Regions from separate parts of the Mus musculus genome. Here all the other regions are linked to region 2. The links are chromatin contacts, called in public targeted proximity ligation maps. All regions are on one chromosome and are shown on one strand. The core of a region is the stretch at or near the end of the contact, and the rest is flanking DNA. Distances in the headings are between cores, read along the strand shown. Region 1 holds the start of 4931408D14Rik (RIKEN cDNA 4931408D14 gene). Region 2 holds the start of Rbp4 (retinol binding protein 4, plasma). Region 3 holds the start of 1700122C19Rik (RIKEN cDNA 1700122C19 gene). Region 4 holds the start of Tbc1d12 (TBC1D12: TBC1 domain family, member 12).

The links.
Region 1: a targeted proximity ligation map of pancreatic cancer cells shows a contact between it and region 2. A contact is called at or near these places in 1 of 39 promoter capture datasets (pre-B cells) and 1 of 130 datasets of targeted methods (pancreatic cancer cells).
Region 3: a contact with region 2 is called in a targeted proximity ligation map of pancreatic cancer cells. A contact is called at or near these places in 1 of 39 promoter capture datasets (hippocampal neurons) and 1 of 130 datasets of targeted methods (pancreatic cancer cells).
Region 4: a targeted proximity ligation map of pancreatic cancer cells shows a contact between it and region 2. A contact is called at or near these places in 1 of 39 promoter capture datasets (hippocampal neurons) and 1 of 130 datasets of targeted methods (pancreatic cancer cells).

Annotation. Positions count from the first base shown.
Region 1 is chr19:37,262,823-37,265,522 of GRCm38.p6, reverse strand. 4931408D14Rik (RIKEN cDNA 4931408D14 gene) reads left to right here and starts at 1,428. Exons shown (of 3, transcript NR_040299.1): 1 at 1,428-1,669; 2 at 1,788-1,926.
Region 2 is chr19:38,123,478-38,126,177 of GRCm38.p6, reverse strand. Rbp4 (retinol binding protein 4, plasma) reads left to right here and starts at 1,367. Exons shown (of 6, transcript NM_011255.3): 1 at 1,367-1,420; 2 at 1,531-1,659; 3 at 1,746-1,882; 4 at 2,043-2,149. The coding sequence starts at 1,549. Gm32440 (a long non-coding RNA gene) reads left to right here. Exons shown (of 4, transcript XR_877843.2): 4 at 1-424.
Region 3 is chr19:37,463,937-37,466,636 of GRCm38.p6, reverse strand. It overlaps 1700122C19Rik (RIKEN cDNA 1700122C19 gene), which reads right to left and starts at 1,383. Exons shown (of 2, transcript NR_131009.1): 1 at 1,314-1,383.
Region 4 is chr19:38,835,326-38,838,025 of GRCm38.p6, reverse strand. It overlaps Tbc1d12 (TBC1D12: TBC1 domain family, member 12), which reads right to left and starts at 1,447. Exons shown (of 13, transcript NM_145952.4): 1 at 580-1,447. The coding sequence starts at 1,319.

The sequences.
Region 1 (2,700 bases), core at 179-2,678, 860 kb after region 2:
TTCAGTGTTGCAGATCTGCCCCACCCCAACTCTGTTTTTGTTGTATCACACACACATTTGAATACATTATATTTTCATTCAGTTTAAAATATTCAGGTTTCGGGCTGGTGAGATGGCTCAGTGGGTAAGAGCACCCAACTGTTCTTCCGAAGGTCCAGAGTTCAAATCCCAGCAACCACATGGTGGCTCACAGCCATCTGTAACAAGATCTGACGCCCTCTTCTGGAGTGTCTGAAGACAGCTACAGTGTACTTACATATAATAAATAAATAAATCTTAAAAAAAAAATATTCAGGTTTCTCTTGAGACATCTTTGACCTATGTGACATTTAGAAATAAATTCATTTTGGTTTGTTTTGGGTGGTGATGTGCCTTTTGTTTTTTGCAATTCTAAGATGGTAAGCCTAGTCTAGTATGACCTTGGACTTTGTGGACTCAAAAAAAAAAAAAATCCTCCTACCTCTGCTGGCAAGTATTTGGGTCTAACAGCATGTGTCACCAGTTTAGAAATATAGCGTGCATTTGTCAAATATTTAGAGGTTTCCCGGCAATGTTTCCACTATTCTTAGTTTAATTTCACTCAACTCCAAGATCATGCATTTGTTTGCTTCCAGATAGTGGCTTGCTAGAGGCCAAGCTTCTAGCTCACAGTCCTGAGTGCTGGGATGAGAGGTGAGTGTTATCATGCCAGATGCCGACGCCTATTTTCTAGGGCTTTTGTTTTTAAGCTTGTTTAAGTGTGGTTTTCAGTCTGGAATGTAACCTCAGCGAATATTTTATCTGAATTTGAGAGTGATGTTCACCCATACTTGTCGGATGAGTGTTCTTCAAATGTCAACAGATCCAGATGACTAACGGCACCGGCTAGGACTGGCTAGGTTCCACTTGGCTTTGTGCATTTTCTCTCTGATAGGTCGATTACTGTCTGGTGCGTTGCTGGAGTATTGAGCGCTAATGGATTGAGCCTTTTTTGTGTTTTTGTTAAATGGTTTTCTGTTCCCTTGGCTATTTTGACTCCCTGCTGTTCAGCTTGATCATATTAATGACTGTAGGTCTTTTTGGACAATAGACTGCGTTTGTTTTGTGTGGTGCTCCTTTTTGCCCCTGGTCGTTTTCCTTGCACCAGCTGGCTCTGTGCCTGGAAGCTCGGAGCTTGCTCTCTTTGAGTCCTATCCCTGAAGTCGCCCATCCTCTGGGAGGCAGACAGACATCTTCAGCCTCTGAGGCTGATTTACAAACAAGAGTTGGATCCACAGAACAGCAGCCCGGAACTAGGGGCAAGGGTCACATGTCCAGTCAGAAAGAACGCCCTCCTTCACCCAAATTGCTCAAAACTGTTGTTGGCTCTTCTTCAAAACTCTTGATGTTTGGCAATACCGTGTGCACTTTGACCATAGCGTCCAGTGCCTTGTTGAGCAGTTTTCAGTAGACTTTCGCTTTGCACAAACATCTTCTCTGAGTGATCCAACACCTCCTGCAGCTCTGGCAAACTCTGGGTCAGCCCGGAGTCCCTCGAAGCTGGAGCTGAGGTCAGAGAAGCCCAGGACAGCCACGAAGCTGTGGGTCCTCGCGCCTAACAACCACGGTTAAGGATTCTGATACGTTACCAAACCGCCACCCAGAAAGGAATTGCAATGTGGACTTCTACAAGAAATCAGAAACAGTAAAGGTAGCCTGAAAGCCACACCGAAATTACCTGCTACCATCCAGGATGCTGAGCAGACAAGGGTTTGTGGGAATGGGGCGTGGCTAGGCGCCTAGGCACTTATGGATTCTCTTCTTTTCAGAACAGCCTTGCTGCCTGCAGGGGTGACTGAGGCCCTGAAGTCCAGAGCTTTGCTGAGTCGTCACTTGGGAGAGTAAATCTCCAATGGTCTGCCCGTGCAGTGAGCATTGTAACCTGTATCACTGTAAATCTTATTTGCAGTGAGTCCTTGTTCATCCCTTCAGTGTGTGTGTGGGGGGGGGGGGCTGGGGGGGGGCGAGGGAGGGCGGCAGAAGTCGTCCTTGGATATTATTTTCCAGGAGCTATCTATCTTGCTCTTGAAACGGTGCTCACAAAGAAGGATAGGCTGGCTGGCCACCAAAGCCTAGGGACTGTCCTGCCTTTGCCTTGCCCGCACTGGGGTTACAAGTGTGTGCTACCAGGCCTGATTTGTGTGTGTGCTAGGGATCAGACATGAATTCTCAATTGACTGACTGACTCCCTCCCCATTCTGCTGTTCAGAGCTTTTAAGTACTCAGCAGGGGAAAAAATTGCAGGTACACCTTGCTGACTTAACCTCTCTCTTTCAATTTCATAAATATATTTATTATTTAAATTGTGTATATGAGTGTGTATTGTGTATGTGTGTATAAAAAAAGAGTATGTGTATATGAGTGAGTATATGAGTAAATGCTTGTGTATGAGTGTGTATATATGTATGAGTATGAATGTATACTGTGTTATGAATATGTGAGAGTATGCATATGTAACTATACATATACACATATGAGTTAGTGTGTATGAATGTGTTATGTGTATTGTGAGTGTGTATATTTAACTATGTGCGTGTATATATATATATATATATATATATATATATATATATATATATATGAATGAGTATATTGTATGAATGAATGTGTATGTGTATGTGTGTACATGTGTATGTGAGAGAGTGTGTGTTTTCTTAAGCCTAAGTCATGTCTCTAACCTTT
Region 2 (2,700 bases), core at 118-2,617:
GGTCTCTGGTGCCACAGAGACTACAAGGAGCACAATGGGTGCAGGGGTGGAGAGAGAACCAGGCAGGTGAATGTCCAAAAGCTCACAGGAAGCTGAAGGAGGCCGCAGGTATCTCTGCAAGGTTGCCAGGCATGGCTAAGGTGCTTGTTGAAAGAAATGGCAACTTAGTTCTTTCTGTGGCGTCTCTGTCTCTCCTCCTTTCCCCATCTCCTCTTATATAGCTATGGCAGAGTGGTCAATGTACTCTCATATGCTCAGACTTTGGGCAATGGAGACACAAATACTTTCTCGTCAAAAAAAATTTTTTTTTTTCCCACTAAATCTCATTTGGTCGAAATCTTCCTCCTTTTAACTGCTAGGTTCAGTTTGACAGATCGCAAACTCCAAATACAGAGGGAAATGTAGAGTTATATCGTGCCATAGGCAAAAAAAAAAAAAAAAAAAAAAAAAAAAAAAAAAAAAAAAAAAAAAAATCAACCCTTCAACAGCTTTTTTTGGCTACTACCATTAAGGTTATGGAATTCTTTCCCTCTCCTTTTTCTCTTCCTGAGCCAGTTTTCCTCGCTGTTCTGGAAATAAATAAATCCTAATATGGCTTAGAAATAAAAATGCATGGTAAACACTTGGCAATTATGTTTTTCAGTGTGGTTTCAGGGGAGTGTGGCAAGAGAAGTGGACGATCAACCACTCGGCCATTGGCGCTGAGAAAATATTTCCTGTCCTGACCAGGTTGCGTTTCTAGAGAATATTTAACAGGGAGCGGTTTAGTCCTTCTAAAGATGATGAAATGAAAGAATAAATATTGACCCAAACAGCACCACAACTCATCAAAGAGTAAAATATGCCCTTTCTCAAAGGGGGAAAAAAAAACAGCCAAAATATGCCAAAAAGCTTCTCACAACAGCTCCTCAGTAGAAGCAGGGGCCACTTGGGAAAGCCAGGGCCTGGACGCTAATGTTCCAGGCTACATCATAGGTCCCTTTTCGCTCAGTGAGGCCACCATCACCACACCATGGCCACGTAGGCCTCCAGCCAGGGCAACAGGACCTGGAGGCCACCCAAGACTGCAGCTGGCTGCCGCTGGGTCCCCGGGCCAGCTCTTGGCCCCGATGGATCCTCTGGGCTGGAGAGTTTGGCTCCACCGAGACCACCCTGAGCGGAGCTCGGAGCATAGGCGACGTGGGACGGCAAGGCTGACGGAGGGGCCCCGCGTGCGTTCAGGAGTGAGTCAGGGAGCGTTATGCAAGCTCGGCCGCCCCCCCCCCTCCCGCCCCCGGCACCTCCCCGCGGTCTTTCACCCCGCGCGGTTACGAAAGCGCGACCCCCTCCCCCCGGAGCTATAAAGGACCGACGGCCGCTCGGCTCCGTCGCTCCACGCGCGCGCGAACGCGGCGGCCAGGCTTGCACGCGGCTCCTGCTGGTGAGCCGCCGCGCGCTCCCCCGGGGACCTGCAGGGCGGGGTGGGGCGGGAGGGGGCGACGGGCGGCCTCGGTCCTCCGGCCCCGCGTTTACCCTGCGCCTGTCCCGCAGGGCAGACTCCGGGGTGAGATGGAGTGGGTGTGGGCGCTCGTGCTGCTGGCGGCTCTGGGAGGCGGCAGCGCCGAGCGCGACTGCAGGGTGAGCAGCTTCCGAGTCAAGGAGAACTTCGACAAGGCTCGTGTAGGTATCAGCCCGGGTTCCCCGATTCCTGCGGGTCAGAGGTGGAGCCCAGACTCCAGTCCCTAGCTCTCTCATCTCTTTCTCAGTTCTCTGGGCTCTGGTATGCCATCGCCAAAAAGGACCCCGAGGGTCTCTTTTTGCAAGACAACATCATCGCTGAGTTTTCTGTGGACGAGAAGGGTCATATGAGCGCCACAGCCAAGGGACGAGTCCGTCTTCTGAGGTCAGTGGCCTCTGGTGGGCTGTGTGCGGCGTTCCAAAGTGCCTCCCACCTTGCCTTTGGCTCCCTGGGAGCCCAACCCTCACTGGGATGGGAAAAGAGTACCTTGGATGAGGTAGAAGCCCTTTCCTGGCTTGGCTCAGGATTCTCTTGGCTTTTGCAGCAACTGGGAAGTGTGTGCAGACATGGTGGGCACTTTCACAGACACTGAAGATCCTGCCAAGTTCAAGATGAAGTACTGGGGTGTAGCCTCCTTTCTCCAGCGAGGAAGTGAGTAGTGGGGCATACATGGCCAAATCACTGCGTTTCTGTTCAGCGGCACCGTTGGGAAGGGCTTCGAGAGGCAGAACCCTCAGCCCTGTCTGAATTTAGGGGATGTGGGATTAGAAGCGACTGGATTCTCAGCCTAAAATACCTAATCCAAGTTCGGAAGGGCCTTTGGGCTTATCGGGTACCATTTCCCTGATCATCCACTGTGACTTACTTCACGCTGTCTCACACATTACCACTCCACTCTGTCTCTTGGAGTGGAATCTCTGAGACAGTAGGACAATCTGGAACATCGGCAGAGCTAGAGACCGATATCCAAGAGGAGGGAACTATGTGTCTGAGCTGGGTCACAGCCCAGGCCCCTCCCGGTGGACTCCCAGCCAGGCAGTGTTCTGGAAGCAATAGTCTCCTTTCCTTAAATACTCATATGCAAGGCAGGATTTTGAGAACTCCCAACAAAGTTCCCTAAAGTTTGGGATTCTTCTCAGGACACACAATTGACATGTTCTTTGACTCCCCCAGCCCATTTCACTTAAATTATAGATCCGAAA
Region 3 (2,700 bases), core at 134-2,633, 660 kb after region 2:
CTGCCCTCAGTAGATTAACTTTCTAAACTGGAAAGCAATACTCCACCCCGCTAAGCAGAGGCAGTTTCACTAAGACAGATGGAAACAGAAATGGGACCACATTCACTTGGTTATTTGCATAGGGCCAGCCACTGCAAGCTGGAGCCTCAGGACTCAGCCAATGCCTTCTTAGAACTCCTGAAAAGCCACCCCTCCTCTTGTGCTCAGGTCTCATTTGGTGACCCTTTATCCCTTAAGGACTACATCTAAATGATGGGGGCAGGGAGGGAGGTGTCGAAGTACAGCCGAGAGTCATGCTGCCTTGGTTCAACTCTTCATGCTGCCCCTTCAGCTCTGGAGACTTGAATAAATCACTTCATTAAACCTCTGTGCCCTCAACTACAAAGCACTGACAGAGCAGTGACAGAGTGCACTGGATCGAATTGTGCCTGTGGCACCGATAGAGAGTGTACCATGCGCCCGAGCTGTTGTTAGCATTAGTGACTCTGCCATTCCTTCCGAAGGCCTCTCAGAACTCATAAGTTTCTCAAACTTAGATTTTTGTTTCAAATGAAAAAATACTTAATCTGTGGGTGTAATGGCATATGTTTTTAGTTCCAATACTCAGAAGTTTGAGTCATGAGCATAACTTGAGCCTGGGAGTTCAAGGCTACCCTAGGCAGAACAGTAAGACCCCAGATAAGAAATAAAGCATTCATGTTCTTTTGAAATGATTAGAAAAATTTTGTCTGGACTTCATTCAAGGTGTCACAGATGACATCAGGGAAAAAGAACTCTGAATTGATTGTTAAGCTATCCTTGAATGGTTGCTCAGAGCTGCATTCCGTGCATAGAATAAGAAAGAGGAGAAGGAAGAGAAAAAAGAGAAGCTAAGGATGGGACAGTGCAAACGAAAGATCTTACTGCAGAAGGTCAGATGGCAGAGCCATCCATGAGGAAGAGCCCCTGAAGGCGGTCAGAGTTCAGTCATCTTAAATGACACCATGGACAAAGCTGGAGAGAAAGCCACGCTTGAGATTCATAATTGTACATCTAGAAAACGGTTCTCAACTAGAGACTTTGTTCCCAGGGAATGTGTTACAGCGTGCAAAGATCTTTATCATGCTTGGAGGCGTGGAAAGGGAGCTTCTGGTATCACTAGGCAGAGACTCAACACCTTACCTGCACAGGACAGCCCCCTACAACAGAGCTGTCCAGTCCCAGATCTCACCGGGGTGGGAAGTCCCAAAATGGTGACTGTCCGCTGAAGGGCTTTTCAGTGTTTTTACATACTCTGTCCCTTACAATAACTAGTGTTCTCAGACTCCATTCACCTTGGCAATTCCTCTTCCTGCCATCGCCTTCAGGGCTCCTGCTCACTCGCCTAATGTCCTCATGTTTCTCAAAGGGGGGGAAGGAAGCAACCACCAAAGCTGGTCGTTGTGTGACGTCACAATAAAAATCCCAGAAGCCTCCTCATCAATGCCGCTTTAGATAAGTCAACACTTTCCACTCAAATGGGCAACCATCCGGGAAGATTCAATGAAAAGAGTTTCAGCAGCACCCCCCCCCCCAATACACACACGCACACGCGCACGCGCGCACACAGCAGCGGCAGCAACACTAAAACAACAACAAGATGTAGTTTATCAAGATATTAATCAGAAAGGGTTTTCTTGGCTCTTAGTGAGAGTAGCTCGCCAATCAAACAGCAGAGGACAGTGACTGCTGCCTGTTGACCCTGCTAACTCAGTACTATGCTGTGGTAAACTGATAAATTTGTTTAAAAGAGAGTATGCCTCCTTTTACTATATGACTCTCTTGGATGTCTTTTTCTAAGGGGAGGAGCCCAGCTTCCAAGAATCTTGAGTTCAAGCAAGGGAGGAACTGAATCTTCCATGTGAGCCCCGTATAGCCCCAGACGCGGGCCCTTGGGACGTAAAGCATATCCCTTCTTAGAAGCTGCCTCTCTGCTCACGTCAGATAGGAGAGGAAATGGAAAGGTCTTTCCATGAAGCCAAGAGCACAGGGGTGTGGGAGGGGAGTAGGCTGGTAGGAGTACTGGCATGTTTCTCCAAATACAGCCCCTCTCAGAACTACTTGACTTTGGTAGCTAATGCAGGGCTGAGATGACTCGAGCAAGCACCAATGACATTCCAGAAAATCAACCACCAAAATCAGGAGTTTCAGAAAAGCGATAGCTCGGCGGCATCTTTAAGAGTCATTGATGTGTAGCAAGGCTGAAAGGGGTGGATTAAGAACAGAACATACGCTGGGCAGAGTGGTGCAGGCCTTTAATCCCTGCAAGCAGACCTTTGCGTGTTTCAGGCCAGTCTGGTCCACATAATGAGTTCCAGGCCCCACCTCTTGGGCTCTGGTCCCCTTGTACTAAGTCAATGGAAAAATATCTAAGATTGGTGGGCATAAATTTTTACTTCAACTTTGAAATGTTGATATTAGCCAGGTGAGGTAGTAGTATACGCCTTTAATTTCCACACTCAGAGGCAAAGGCAGTCAGATCTCTGAGTTCAAGGCCAGCCTGGTCTACAGAACAAGTTCCAGGACAGCCATAACTGCACTTGTCTAAAAATAAAATAAAATAAAATAAAATAAAATAAAATAAAATAAAATAAAATAAAATGATAAAAAGGTTTATTTTACCTAGAGAAACCCTGTCTCAGAAAAAAAATAAAATAAAATGATGATATTGTGGTGGCTCAC
Region 4 (2,700 bases), core at 198-2,697, 710 kb before region 2:
AATTTAAGAATCCCCAAACTAAGCCCGCAAAATAGCAAAGACATTTTCCACTAGACTTGACTTGAGTTGAATCCCCCCTATCCAGAGAATGGGAGAGGAAGAGCCCAAAGATTGTTTGATCTCCACGCAAGGATACATGTGCGCACACACATTAACACAAAATAAGTGTGCAGTTAAATTATTTTTTTTTTTAAAAAAAAACCTCGAATCCCCAAACTAATGGAACGGGCTTAGACTCCAAGCAAATAAACTTCACAGACTTCTACACCACACACTGCCGCCCGCCCAGTCCAAATCCTAGTAATACAATTACAAAAAAATAATAGGGCAGTGGTTATCTGATGTTCCAGATGAAGAAACTGAATGTGTAGTATTGGGAGGCTGGTCAGACCTGGAAGCACAACGCTTCCTGGGGACGGAGTAACACCAATCCTGGCTCCAGGCCCGGAGCTCACAAAGCCATCCGGTCCCCCTACCCTAGCGACAGATCAAAGCTGAGTCCCGACGTTCCTGTTCCGTACGCTGGAAGGCAGCCCGTTCCCGGCCCCGCCCAAGCCCCTCGCGCGGCCAGTGTGATACCTGGCGAAGAAATCCGCGAAGCCACCGCTCCGTCGAGCCCGAGCCGTGGTGCCCCCGGGACCCTGCTCTGCCGCTGGCAAGGGTGCGGACGGCCCCGCTGAGGGCAGGAGGTCGCCGGCGCTCTGACGGCGGCTCACCTCGAACGTGTTCCGAGAGCCGAAGCGGGCGTCGGGGAGGCCGAGGCTGGGCTCCGCGCTCTCGACGGCCCTCCCGGCAGGGGTGGCGGCTGCGGGGTCCGGGTCGTCCGTGTCCCCGGCCGCCAGGCAGCAGCTCCGCAGCGGGTCCTCGAGCGGCGCGGCCCAGTCGTCCAGGCCACCCGCACCGTCCACGCCCTCGTCCGCGGGCTCCAGCAGGCAGGGACGGCCGCAGGTTCGGCGGCGACGTGCCTCCTCTGGGCCGCGACGGTCCTGGCGCAGCAAAAAGCCCGAGTCTCCGTTGGTCATGCCTGAGCCGCGCGCCGCGGGGACTGCTGCCGCCGCCGCCTCCTCCGCCTCCGCCTCCGCCCCGCCGAGCCCGGGCTTCAGCGGGCCCGCGGCCGCCGCGAGGTACCGCTGCAGGAGCTGCCGCGGCGGCGGCGCCTCCTCCTCTCCAGCCTCCTCCGGCGGCTCCGCGGCGACAGCGCCTCCGCTAAAGCCGCTGGTGGCCGGGACGGTCTTCCCGTCCTGACCCATGGGCCCCGGGACTGGGAGCAGCTCGGCGTTCCTTCCCGAGCAGGCTCCGGCATCCTCGGGACCCATCATCTGAGGCGGCGGAGGAGGACTGCCCTGCGTGCAGGGTTCGCGGCCACGGCCGCCGCGACGTCCCCGGACCCACCCCTCCCACCCGGCGGCCGGGGCAGTTGCCGGAGGCCGGGCACGCGCTGGGATCGCGCACGCGCACCAGCGGGGCCGGGCCTGCCCGCGACCCGGCGCGTCCCCGAACCATAGAGACGGCAGCTAGAGCGACCCGGGAGGACAATCTGAGATCCTCCACCCGGGTGACAGTGCTTAGCCTAAGGGAGGGCAAGGCTCACTTCGCATAAACCATATCACTTGACGGCGATTTGTTTGTGAGAGGAAACTAAGGAAGTTAGTTTAAGTGCTCCTGTCTTGACAGTTTTTACCTTCTCTAACAGCAGTGAAGAACTCCTGGAACCGTTCAGGGCTTCGTTGTCCACATGACAGCCCCTTACCTATCTTTTCCACTTAGTCTTCCATGTTTACCAAAGTCTGATCTCCTAACACTTTTTAACACGTTGGTTGTTGGTTGTCGTGTCACCTGGGTACGGAAATGAAATGGAGCCAGGGCGAGAAGGACTGTTTGGCTCAGTGGTTAAGATTGCCGACTGCTCTTTCAAAGGTCCTGAGTTCAAATCCCAGCAACCACATGCTGGCTCACAACCATCTGTAACGAAATCTGATGCTCTCTTCTAGAGTGTCTGAAGACAGCTACAGTGTACTTACATATAATAAATAAATATTAAAAAAAATAACTGCAGCAACCTGTGGTAATGGATTAAGATATAATGACCGTTTAGTGGAAATAAAATGTATTTAATGTGTGAATCGCAAGACATAATAACTAGCCACAGGAGTGATAGGAGAGCAGCCAGGAATAACAAGGCTATGAGATTGCTGTGGTGTGAAGAAACAGGAAACTGGATTGGGGAAAGACATTGGAATTAACTAACATAGTGAGAGTTATAAACTTGGGTTAAAGTTCTGGTTTGGTCGAAGGGGCCATTTATGTAAGCCACAAAGGGGGTCGGGGGATATCAAGTGACTCTACCTCCATAGAAGAATGAGCATAGGGCAGAGACCCAATAGTGTTGGTATTTCAGAAGAGATGAAGTTGTTGTAAAAGGCCCAAATAGACATTGTTGTAGTAGGATAATGCAGTAACTAGAGACCATTCATTCTACAAATGCCTCTGAAAGCAAGTATAGAAATAGAATGGAATACTTAGCAAAACAAAGCAGTAAAAGCGTTTATTATCAAGATCTTTTGAAAGGTGGAAGATAGCTCAGTTGGTCACGTTGTCATGCAAGCATGAGGACCTTTCCTGTATCGCAGCACTCACATAAAAAGCCACTTTGTAGAATGCCCTTGTACAGCTAACATTGGAGAGGCAGTCCCTGGGATG